Linked DNA regions of Pan troglodytes: region 1 is linked to region 2. The links are chromatin contacts, called in public Hi-C maps. All regions are on one chromosome and are shown on one strand. The core of a region is the stretch at or near the end of the contact, and the rest is flanking DNA. Distances in the headings are between cores, read along the strand shown.

The links. A called contact is a pair of places that touch in the nucleus more often than the background predicts.
Region 1: a Hi-C map of stem cell-derived neural progenitor cells shows a contact between it and region 2, with 3 times the contacts expected there. The contact joins the enhancer-like site here to the promoter of FZD5 in region 2. A contact is called at or near these places in 2 of 7 Hi-C or Micro-C datasets (induced pluripotent stem cells and stem cell-derived neural progenitor cells), 1 of 1 datasets of contacts at active chromatin or transcription factors (stem cell-derived excitatory neurons) and 1 of 1 other capture datasets (stem cell-derived neural stem cells).

The regions. Positions count from the first base shown.
Region 1 is chr13:110,136,043-110,142,470 of NHGRI_mPanTro3-v2.0_pri, forward strand. All of the region lies in intron 6 of PLEKHM3 (pleckstrin homology domain containing M3), which reads right to left. Among named protein-coding and RNA genes, the nearest start is that of FZD5, 130 kb to the left of the region's middle. Within about 2 kb of position 1,534, at least 12 of the 24 cell types and tissues checked have an H3K27ac peak or open chromatin away from gene starts, as enhancers often do. A contact at or near this core is called in stem cell-derived neural progenitor cells and stem cell-derived neural stem cells, where this site is marked.
Region 2 is chr13:110,002,136-110,008,380 of NHGRI_mPanTro3-v2.0_pri, forward strand. It overlaps FZD5 (frizzled class receptor 5), which reads right to left and starts at 3,904. Exons shown (of 2, transcript XM_063790696.1): 1 at 3,266-3,904; 2 at 612-2,995. The coding sequence starts at 2,740. The coding sequence ends at 983.

The sequences.
Region 1 (6,428 bases), core at 284-2,783, 130 kb after region 2:
GCAGCTATTTTTGCAAAATACAATCTGCCACACACTTGGTCAGATGTATTCCCCAAGTACCCTAGGTTCAACTCCGCTGACTTCAACAATGCCTATCTGCCTCTCTCATCAGACTGTGAGCTCAGTGAGGGAAGGAATTGTGGCTTAATCACCTTTGCCTCCTCTGTGGCTAGCTCAATGATTGGCACACAGAAAGCATTCAATCAATACACACTTGTTGAATCAAACTGAATAGAAATGAAGAACCAGAAAGACTCCTGGGGCCCTTTCATGATGGCTGTTGGTGGCATAGGTTTCTACCACTGGCAAGACCGATGCTAACCTTACTCTATATCTTTAAGTAAATGTTCTTTGAAAACAGGCCCTCACTTCGTCAGTATTATGATTACTCTTTTAAAATAGGAAACAACAAAAACCCAACAACAACAACAGCACTCAGATGACTGCATGCCAAGGGACTCCCAGGAAAGTGATTTCAGCACTGACTAAACACCATCCAACTCCACAGCTGCAGCCTCAACCGGTATTGTTGTCTCTACCTGAGGGGCTCGAGTTGGCTCCTGGAATCCTTATCTCAACTGAGCTCCTTCTCACCTGGGCAACAGGGCTCTCTATCCACCACTCACAACACACAGTCATCTTTCTGATCTGGCTTCCACAAAAGGCAGTGACTTTGTCCTTAGCGCCACACATTTGCTGCCACATCCTGTGCCGAGCTCCCCCGATCCTTCAATCATCTGTGGATCAGGTTAGATTTGGCTGTAGTGCCTGGGTCTGCAGAACAGAAAAGTCAGCTTGCATAAAGAACAATCTGCACCAGCACCTTGCTAATCACCTGCTTTAACCCACTCAGCTAACTGGCCCCATCACCAAAACACCAGAAAACTAGTAGTTATGCTCAGCAGGTAGTAAAGACATCAAGACTGAAAGTGAGAAGTCAGAAGACCCAGCTCCAGTCCTGGCACCTAGCAGCAGTTGTCACTCTTCCCGTTCCCCTCCCTGTACGATGTGAAACACACTGGGAGACCGAGCATGAGGCATGAACTGTTCGGCACCCACTCAAGATACACCTGCTCTCTTGAGAAACAGCACTTTTCCATTTGCTCTGCTGCCTGTCTATCAAAACTTCAAAGAATAACACTCAATCCCTTCCTCCTCCCCAGCAAGATCTTAGCCTGTGCATTCATTTTTTGAAAACCCACTTGCTTAAAAGGCATAATTTGTTCCCCAAATAACTTATAGTCCTCTTTCCTAGCTCATTAATTGGTTGGAAGAGCCGTGGCTAAAATAGTTAACAGAGATTTAGTGATGTTTTAATGGAGGCCTCGTTCCTGTCTCGCCCCAGATTATGTTCAGTGGTTTCTGAAGGCAGTGCCGGCTGCAGCAGACACAGGCACTTGCCATGGAACAACACAGGCGAGCTGTCACGCTTTGTTTTTCTGCTTGTTAAATCCGAATGCCCCTAATTAGTTATCCTCACCACTAATGCCTGGGTGGACAATGGTGTAGGGATCAGGGCTGCTGAGAAGCTATGAATACAAGTTCCTTGGGCTCCTGAGGCTTGGGACTGGTGACTCGGTTGTGGGCACTGAGGCGCTGTGTTCCTGTGAGCTGTGGATTCAAAGATGTCAACCCCTGTGTGAATAAAGGTCATCACCTGTTACTTCTTTGGTGAAAGGGCAGCTGTGCTGGGTGCCCACTTAGGCTCGGCCTTTGTCTGCTGACTCTGTGAAGAGCGTCCATAGAGAAAAACGTTCTCTGATAATGGGTTTGTTTGGTGGGGCAGGGCCGTGCAAAATAACTCACATCACTTCCTTGAAGAAGAATTCAGTAAAGTATGTTGTTTAAAAGTGGCCTTGAAATACCTTAAACATTGCCTTTTCGTGATCTTACCAGCTAGAAAACAGTTGAGGTAAGACCACTGTTTGAATTATTTCTTTAGGGGCCAATTCCAACAAATGTTGAGGTCACACGGATGACAATTCCTAAGCTCTGTGGGTATGCTGGACTAGCAAAAAAGTTAACTGAAGAGTTAACTGTTCAGGATATGGAGTGTTCAGGAAGTTTACAACACTAAACAACTCCCCATTATTCTGACATAAGCAGAGATTTTTATTTGGTTTTAGAATTCTGTGCATTGTTATTTCATCGCCAGCTTTTCTAATTTTGTTTTGTTTAGCGGCTAATGTTAATCAGTTTGCTTTGCTTTTCAGGGGAGAGAGAACCAGTGAGTTCACGATAGTATATGTATGAACATATGTACATATACACCCTGTCACCCATCCACCCACCCATCCATCCATCCATCCATCCATCCATCCATCCACTGAACATTTCTATGTTGCATAAGTTACATTAGTTGCTTAGTGTAAGTGTGTATTGCTTTAGTATAAAACAAACGGTTTAGGCAGTGCTAGGCAATTCCAGAAAGGTAGTGTACATCTGGTCACTCCTCTCTCTTTTCATGGCTCTTGAGTGCTGTGGGTCCTCCCACCTGGCATCCTTCCCACTTCACAACTCTTTAGTAAGTACTCCAAATTCCAGACTTTCCTGTCCTTTTTCTTTCATTAAAACTTATCTGTGGAAATGTCTCCCCGCCCCCAATACCATGCCATGTTTTCAAATGAATTTCTGCCAAAATAATAATTTATTTTTCTTGGGTAATATATTTCCTATAAACTAGAATCTAAACAGCCTTCACCTAAAGGTAGGGTCTCATTTGGAAATTTAGGGCCCAGGGAAGGAAAATAATGAGAAAATTAGCTCCTTAGATTGTCTCACAAGAGGGGTGTGTGTGTGCGGGGGTGAGGTGGTGGGCAGTGGAGGGAGTGGGGGGGGCCTACTCTAACCAGCCACCTCACCCATGGGATCATCCAGTATCCTTTCTCATGAATCGCCACAAATAGAATCATTCAATGCTTAACTTACATATGCCCCCAAAGGTGAGTAATACCAGAAGAGTTAGTCATTAATATACATTTTAGGTTTTGTCACAAGAGCACAGGTAGCCAAAATTTAAAAGTAAAATCTGACCTTTTCTTTCAGCAAGTAGAAGGAACTTTAGAAGAATTCTCCTATCATTTACACAGTCCAAAGACTGACATATTAAACCAGAGTTCTGATTTGCTCCTTAAGAACAACTAAGAACTCTTGACCATTTATTTATATGTACTAATGTATTCTACTGGTAAAATCTGGAACCTTTTCATCAGTGTTAAAAGTGCCAAGGGGATGTGAGTAAGGAGATGGTTTGTCACATACCTAACAGGGAAAGCAGATAGCTGACACCAAAAGTTAAGGCATTGAGAGTTACGGTACAAGTCTTGCCATCTCAGGTGAGCATATATTTTTATTGCATTCCTGTCTTAAAGCCTTCTCATGGATTTGTGATAATGCTGGATAGACTGAAAATAACAAAACACAAATTCTATTCTATTTATCCTTCTCAAAGTAGCTAACCAAGGAAAAGCTCTTAAAAAGCAGTGCCTCGTTTCCCCATTCAAAACATGCACCAATACTAGTCCATGCATCCACACACGCTGAGTTGTTGCCTGCTACTTCCTTTATAAGGAAGTACTTGGTCACTTCAAAAACCACCATGCATTCATACCTCCTCAAAGAAAGTTTGTAAGATTTTATTTTTTAAAAAATGAGCAGTACCTTCTGTTAAAGTTATATTCAAAGAGTTTGGATTGAATATGTTTTTCTAACAATATCTAGTTTGCAGAACAGAAATTCACCTGGAATTCTAAACACAAGAAATGAGTAAAGGAAGGCCATGCTCCCTGGAGCTCCTAGGATCTGGAGAGCCTCTGCCTGTGTCTTATGCTTCTTCCTTGGCCCTGCTACTAGGCCAGGTTTACTTGGCTCCATTTTACACGTTATGGCTAAACGCTACCAACTGACTGTAGTCAGATAATGACTACATTCAACTACTACTTTTTCAATGTGCAAGTCATACCAGTGAGCAATTCAATCACTGGTCAAACAAACAGACAATTAGGGACTCAGTCTGAGTATTAATTTTGCCAATAACTGGTACTCAGTGAACAGTGAGCAGGAGACAATCGTTCCCAGAACAACTGGAGGGAATCTCCTTTGTAAAGCAATTGTCAATCCTTGCTATTTCTTTCCTCACATCTAAATGTACAATAGTAAGGGAAAATGCATGCAAAGAGGACAGTAATTCAAATAATGAGAAGGGGGAAAACTGTCTTGAATGTAACAAAAGCAGCGGTAAGGTAGCTTGAAATCTTCAGCCAAATTGTTAAATTGAGTCTATCTGCTAAAATTTTAGGCATTGTTACTTATAAACATAAAACCAGACAGAGGACAATAAGATTGCAATTTTTTTGGTACCAGAATTCTTTCAGCATTTTTAAGTATTATTAGTGCTTTGTGTACTATATTATTTTAAAATTATCTCTAAATTATAAATCTCCTTTCACCATGTTTATTAAATTCTTACCTATTTTTTTTCTTTTTGAAGAGGAAAATGTCTGTTTTGCTTTTTAAATAAGAGCTAATGGGAAAAATCAAATTAACTTAAGAGAAATGTGTAGACAGGAACCTGTGCATTTAAGAAGAATATCTGCATTATTGTTTTTTCTGATTTATAACTCTTGAGTCACTTGCTTTAGTTTATTTTCCTTTCCCCTGCAAAATCTGAACATTAAAAGCCCCTTTTCTCTAGTTACTTGATATGACAGACAGGTCTGCTTTTACAGAAACCTTTAGCAGTGAGGAGAAAAATCAAACAGGGAAAACAATTTACTCTAAAACGCCTGAAACTGACAAGAAGCAGGATGATGAAGGAGTCCAGAAGAGGCCAAAAAGGCCCAGGACGCCATAAGGCTGGTGGTTGGGTCAGTTAGGTAGGGTTTCCCGATACCACCACATGCCCTTTCACAAAGCAATGGTATTTTTTGTTCTTTCTCCTTGTGTCCTTTCCATTACATATTTGCAAGAACAATTCAGATCTAGAAAACATGCTTGTTATTTACTTAGAAACCAAGGAAAGATGAAGCTGGGGATGCCCTTCAGTGCTGATAGCCAAGATGCAGACAGATCAAAAGCTAAATCCAATTTAACCCACCTCAGGCAGAAAAAGTAATCGAATTAAACTTCCTTTAAATATGATAAGTTTGGGGCTCTTAAAGCCAGGCACAAAGAACCAGGTTAGAGTGAGCTGTTAAGTAAATGGATGCATTGAGCTCTAGCTGCCCCGCCCACAGGGTGTTTGATAAGCTGTTGATTGCCTCCATCACTGAAAACTGATTAAGCTGCTTATGGGGCTCCAGGGGCTAATGGCCTGGCCACCAAGAATACCCCTGCCACTGATTTAAGTAAGCTGCTTGGCATGTATGGTTTGATTATTAAAGGAGGAAAAAAAGAAAAGGGGGTGGAGAGAAAGACAGCAGGGTATAGGAAAGCCTTAAAAAGCAGGCTGTATGATTCCAAATGGACACATTACTTTGACACCCTAAAATGAATATGGAATTACTCTGATTCTTTCTCTTCATCAGATATCAAAACTCACGTTTGAAAGGCTCCCTCAAAGAGTACTCACTTTGGAGCCCACCCATTGTATTTTAAACCATCTTTACAAGAATGTTCAGTGCCTTTAAACATACTTCTCAAATGATAGAGTCTGTGTCCTCAGGCACTACGATCAGGTAGACTTCAGAAAATAGATAAATGTATAACAAGTGTTTTAACCAATTCTTCCCCTTGAACAACAATTTTAAGTAAAAATATACCCCTTTCCACCCTAGCCAGCAGACCACTGCTGCTTGACTATGTAATAAAGGTCAGGCAGGACCAAAGGAGTTGGGAGAGCTGATATGTGCAAATAGGTTTCAACTTGACACATAAATGGAAATGAAAACCTTAGTCTTTTCTTAGACCTCTCCAACTAAATGCTCTAACATCATGTCTGCCATTTAATTTAAAATAACTTTCTGGCAGGGAGCAGAGGCTCACGCCTGTAATCCCAGCTCTTTGGGAGGCTGATCACTTGAGGTCAGAAGTTTGAAACCAGCCTGGCCAACATGGTGAAACCCTGTCTCTACTAAAAATGCAAAAATTAGACAGGCCTAGTGGTACATGCTTGTCATCCCAGCTACACGGGAGGCTGAGGCATGAGAATTGCTTGAACTCAGGAGGCTGAGGTTGCAGTGAGCCAAGATCACACCACTGTACTACTGCCTGGGCAACAGAGCGAGACTGTCAAATAAATAAATAAATAAATGAATAACTTTCCTAGCTCTGGGGGGACAAAAAGAACACAAAAGTCTTAAGTTATTAAACTAAAAGACACAAAAAATCCTTGAAAAGTAATTTAAAGTCAGAAAAATGACTGAAGGATATGAGCATGGTTTTTAAGTTGACCTAAATTCTTCTGGATGAAACAACCAGAGAGGAAAACA
Region 2 (6,245 bases), core at 2,654-5,153:
CCCCTTTAGCAACTGTCGCTAAGTACTGTCCAGAGGGAGTGGGTTTATACTTTTACCAAAATTATAACACAAGTTCCTTAAAAAAAAAAAAAAAAAAAAGGGATCACTGAAGCCTAAGAACCACCCACTACCTCTCAGGCACAAAGCTGCCATCTCACCAGCCTAAAATTCAAGCTCCACCAATCACCATCGCTTAGGCTCTCACTACTGCAAATATTTATGCCAGATCCTCTATAATGCTACCTCTAACTTATTCAAGACACAACGATGGTGCTGTTAGGAGTGAGAATTATTACAAGCACTACAGAAAAGAAACTGAACCTCTCTCTATAAACAAAGCTAAGGCTGAACACAAAATCGCTAAGCACTCCCTAACCTTGTCACTTTGGGGAGGCCCTGAGCACATTATGCTCCCCTCCTAGGTATGACCTGGGGCTATAAACTGCAGCTCACCTTAAAGAATCATGGACACTTTAAGCAGTGGAAGGAGAAGCTGGCTGAAAAAGCACACCCAACAACTTCCCAGTCACAGCAACCGAAACGTTCACTGTTCACATTTTTTTAAAAGACACACGTATAGGAAATATATTTTCCCAACTGAGACCACACAGTTCAAAGAAACCTGAACCAAGTGGAACTTCATTACAACGCCAACCTTAGGATTGTAAAGCCCCCAAAGCAAAGGTAAATTGTTGCCAAAATGCAACAAAGTTACAAATTAAGAAAAATACATATAAATTAAAAAGAGGGTTCCCATAAAGAAGGCAGTAAGAAACGCAAAATAGAATACACGTGAGCTGGGCCCCTTGGAGAAGACCTGGGACAGGTTCTTCCTCGAAAACGCCCCTCTTCCCTCTCTCCAAGTCGCCGCGGGAGGGGGCAACAGCACCATAAAGGTAAACGGAAGTGACCTTGGCAAAACTACCAAACAAAACGCCCCCCTCCCCTCAGCTCTCCGGCCGAGTCCCTCGGCGCCAGCCTCCTACACGTGCGACAGGGACACCTGCTTGTGGTAGGTGGCGGCGGGGCCCGGCGGCCCGGTCCTGCCTGTGAGCGCGGCGCTCGCCTCGGGGTAGTCCCCGGCGGCCATGGCGCCCCCGCTCTTGTGGCCGCGCCGCGGGCGGCAGCAGCAGCGGCTGGTGAAACGCCGCCACGACTCCACCGTCTTGCCCGACCAGATCCAGACGCCCGACGTGATGCCCACCACCAGGCACATGAAGTACTTGAGCATGAGCACCCAGTACTCGGGCTTGGCGCGCGGCTGGCCGGCGTCGTGGCCCGGGCAGGCGCAGGTGAGCGCCGCCTCCCAGCTCTCGCGGTAGTGCTGCTCGTACAGGTAGCAGGCCACCACAATGCTGGCGGGGACCGTGTAGAGCAGCGTGAAGATGCCGATGCGGATCATGAGCTTCTCCAGCTTGTCCGTCTTGGTGCCGCCCTGCTTGATGACGCTGCGGATGCGGAAGAGCGACACGAAGCCCGCCAGCAGGAAGAGCGTGCCCACCAGCAGGTAGAGCACCAGCGGGCCCAGCACGAAGCCGCGCAGCGAGTTCAGGTTCTGGTTGCCCACGTAGCAGATGCCGGCCACTGGGTCCCCGTCCACGGAGCTCAGCGCCAGTGCCGTAATGGACTTGACGCTGGGGATGAGCCACGCAGCCAGGTGGAAGTACTGCGCGTAGCCCGCGATGGCCTCGTTGCCCCACTTCATGCCGGCGGCCAGGAACCAGGTGAGCGACAGGATGACCCACCAGATGGAGCTGGCCATGCCGAAGAAGTAGACCAGGAGGAAGACGATGGTGCACAGTGCAGGGCCCGTGGTCTCGTAGTGGATGTGGTTGTGCTCGCGGCTGCAGGCCACGCTGGCATGGCCCACGACCAGACGCACCAGGAAGCCCAGCGACACGCACAGGTAGCAGGCTGACAGGAAGATGATGGGGCGCTCAGGATAGCGGAAGCGTTCCATGTCGATGAGGAAGGTGGCCACTGTGGTGGACGTGGAGATGAAGCACAGCACCGACCACAGGCCTATCCAGAAGGTGGCGAACGTGCGCTCGTCGGCACTGAAGGACGGCTGGTAGCAGGGTACCGCGCAGTTGGGCACCTGGCCCGTCCGCACCTTGTTGTAGAGCGGGTGTGACTCCTTCAGAATGGGCACGAAGGGCTCGCGACACTTGCACACGAACGGGCCCCCAGCGGGGCATTCGCCCCCCGAGGCCGGCGCCCCTGGCGGGCCTGGAAGGGTGGGCTTGGCTGGGAAAGGCCTGGGGGGCGCCGTGGTGGCCTCGCTGCGGTTGTAATCCATGCAGAGGACCTCGGCGTCGCGGCCCAGCACCGGGAGGCGGTCGCAGCTCATGCGCTCGGGCCAGGCGAAGCCGTACTGGCGCATCAGCGGCGAGCAGCCGGCCTTGGCGCGCTCGCACACCGAGCGGCAGGGCGGCAGCGGCTTGTGGTAGTCGGGCAGACAGATGGGCGTGTACATAGAGCATAGGAAGAAGCGCAGGTCCGGCGAGCATTGGATCTCCACCAGCGGCCAGAACTGGTGCACCTCCAGGCCCGCCTCGTCCTGCGTGTCGTGGTTGAACTGGTTGGGCATGTGCGTCAGGTTGTAGCCGATGCCGCGGCACATGGGCACCGTGATTTCCTGGCACACCGGGGCCTTGGACGCGGCGGCCGCCCGGCCCACCAGCTGCGCCAGGAGCAGCAGCAACAGCGAGGGCGGCGCGGATGGGTCAGGCCGAGCCATCGCCCCCTCCCTCCCCTCGCCTCCAGCAGCCCGCGAGGGACGCACACAGGCAGAGGAATCCGGGCCGGGGCTTCTCCCTCCGGCGTCTCGTGTGTGGCGCCGGGGCTGGCAACCTGTTGGTTGCTTTTTCCTTTAAAGAAAACCGTCCAAAGATAAACTGCTTCGGGAAGGCGCTGCCTCCGCTGGCAGCGCTCCGCTCCTCGCCGGATAGGGCTGGGGAGAGACGGTTAGGGCTCGGATTCCAGGGAAAGGACTCTTTAAAAAAGAAGGGGGAGAAGAAAGATTGCAACCACTCCCTGTTGGAGAGGCGTCAACAGTTCGGTCCCCGCGAGCTGTCTCCAAATCTCTTAAGTTAACCCCTTTCCTTTCCTCCCCGCTCCGCCTCCTGTAACCAAACTACTGATTCCCCCACCCTCTCTTTCCAAGCTGGGCCTTTCAGGCAGTGCCCGGAGACCAGAACCCTCAGCTTCCCGGAAAAGGGCACAGGAACCGGGAGAAGAACAGGGAGAAAGGGAAGGTTCTCACCTCCACGGATCCCGCCGAGAAGAGCAGACAGTCCCCAACCAGCCTGGGTCCTCCGTCCCTGGGTCACTCCGCTGAGAAGCGCGACTCAGAGCCGGGCTGGCGCCCGGAAAGTTTAGCGACAGGCTGGGTACCCGTGGCAGCGGCACATGGCAGCAGGTGGGGGCGACTCAGAGTGGGGGGCGCCCCCAGAACAGGGGCGGCGCAGGCCGGTCACTCGCCCTCTCCTCCTCGGGAGCCCCCCGCATGATCCAGACGGAGCCGGGCAGGGGCAGGCCGTGCGTTCTCCCCGGGGCCGGGAGCCGGACGGAGGGCGAGCGCGCCTGGCAGCACCTGGGCGGGAGGAACGCGGGAGGCGGGGGCCGTGGGACCCCGCCGCCTCACAGCACCGCGAGCAGCCGGCGCTGGCCGGGCCGGGACTGCATGGTGAGCGCCGGCCGCCGCGTCCCGCCCGCCGCTCGCTTCCTCCCCTGCAGGGGGCTCCGCGCTCCAGTGGACTCCTGGGGGCGGTGGCGACGCTCTCGGGACGTGCCCTGCTCGGCTCCTCCCCCGCGCTCTCGCACCCTTTCGCCCACCTCTGGCGAGCACGGAACCGCGCGCGGCGGCGACCACAGCGGACTCACGGCCGCAGGCTGGCTGCCCTCTCCCGCCCCGCCCGGGTCACCTGCTTCTAATGCCCGCCGGGAAGCCCCGCCCCGGCCCCGCCCCCTCAGGCCCGGGCGCGGTTGGTGGGCCGCCTCGCCACGCTCTCCGCGCGTCCCCGCCCACTGCCCCGCGGGCTCGGCCTTTCCCCCGGCGCCTTCTGGCCCCTCCAGGAGCGGGCGGCCAAGGAGCGCTGACAAATCGCGGGCCGGGAGGAGATGGGGGCGGGGCGAATGCTAATCATGCCGCTCTGGGCACCCGGGCGGGAAGCCCTTGCCAGAAGTCCCTCCGGAGTTCTCTGCCCGCGCCCTGGGTGCAGGACTCGCTCCTGTAACTTCCTGGCTTATGCACCTTTGCTCCCAGGGCCCCTGCCCTTTCTGCCTGCAGCTAAGCGTCCTTACAGAGTTCAGTGCTTCTTTGAAAGAACTGCTCAAGGAATCATTCTTAGGCGTGGCTGTCTCCCTTCTGCGCTGTCTTGGATCTGTGTGAAAGAAGAGAGGATACTTACTGAGCCCTTTACTGTGTGCCCAACAAAGTGTTAATCGGTTACATCCTTTTTTTTTTTTTTTTGAGACGAGTTGTTCTGTCTCCCAGGCTGGAGTGCAGTGGCGCGATCTCGGCTCACTGCAACCTCCGCCTCCCGGGTTCAAGCGATTCTCCTGCCTCAGCCTCCTGAGTAGCTGGGATTACTGGCGCCCGCCACCACGCCTAGCTAATTTTTGTATTTTTTGGTAGAGACGGGCTTTCACCATGTAAGGCTGTTCTCGAACTCCTGACACCGTGATCTGCCCGCCTCGGCCTCCCAAAGTGCTGGGATTACAGGTGTGAGCCACCGCGCCCGGCCCGTTTACATCTTAAGACAAGATCTCACTCCTTACAACAATTCTGAGGCAGGTACTTCCTACAGGTGAAGAAACCGAGACTGAGACTTGGCCAAGGCAACCGAGCTAATCACAGTTCCCCCAAGAAAGGGCGACCTCGGCAAGCAAGTTCACCTCCGTTTTCCGATCACCTGGCACATAGTAGCCGCCCAAATGGCAACCCTGGGATTCGAACCCAGGTAGTTGGTCAGCGGCACTCACCATCGTAGCCGCCCCTCCCCCCATACCATCGCAGCCTCCCTGGCTTCGACCTTTACTTTTGCATCTCTTAACAAAATCTTGTTGTGACAAGAAAATGGATTTCTTTCTGCCTTTAGAAGACCCAGAAAGATGTGAGTCCTTTATTGGTCGAGGTTTATAATCCCAGGCAGTTCCGAAGTCGCCCGCAGAGAGAAGCGATACCGACCCAGGGTTCTGTGCTGGGCAGGGCGCCGGCCTCCCCGTCCCCTTCCGTCCCCGGCTGCCTGCTGCTAAGCCGCGCACTTGCGCGCCGCGGGGGGTCGGAGGGCGCACCGATGGCGGGGACACGGCGGCGCTCTTCTGTTGCGCAATTATGCTACAAGTTTTAAATGTCCTAAAAATGCCTCTTTTCTATGTGTTGTAATTAGATTGGAAGACTGAGGTATTTAGCATACTTGAAATACATTCACACGCCTAGGAAGAGGGTTTAAATTTTTTCCTTCTCCCCAAACTTTTCCTTCCACTGGGCAAAGGGCGAAAATAGGCAAGAGGGCCTGGGGACACTTGAAGGGATAGGGACTGGACTAACTGGACTAGATCCAGATCAACCGCGGGTTACTGTCCATCTCCTGTCCGGGATCCCATTGCCACAGGTTGGAAGAATAAATTGCGGAAGTGCCACTCCCCTCCTGCGTATCAACAACGCTTTGTGGGCAATAATGAAGAACACGTGTGTTAATCCCAGCCTCCAAGTTAAAAAGGAACAAATATCAATCACTTCGCAGATATCAAAACTATTAATAAACGTTTAAAAGGCCGGGCGCCATAGCTCACGCCTGTAATCCTAACACTTTGGGAGGCTGAGGTGGGAGGATGGCTTGAACCCAGGAGTTTGCAGACCAGCCTGAGCAACATAGCAAGACCCCCCACTCTAAAATGCATAATTAAATAAATGAATAAATATACCTTACATCTTTCTTTCTCTGGAATTCTACAGGTGTTCATATTTTATCTCTTGTGTTTTGGAATTACTTGCCACTCTGGGTCAGGAAGCATCCCGGGGTTGAAAATAGTGGGAGTTGAAAAGCTGTGGGCATAGCAGTGAGCAAGAAAGGGAAGCCCTCAGTGGAAAGTATGTGCAGACTATGAACATGCCAAGGGAGGCCCATCTCATTCTGTGCTCTTTATGCAACGTGTGTATTACTGGGGATGGACAAGTGTTGGCTAATAATAAAAATTATGTGAAGTTGGAGAATGTTAATCACTCACACTGGAATTTA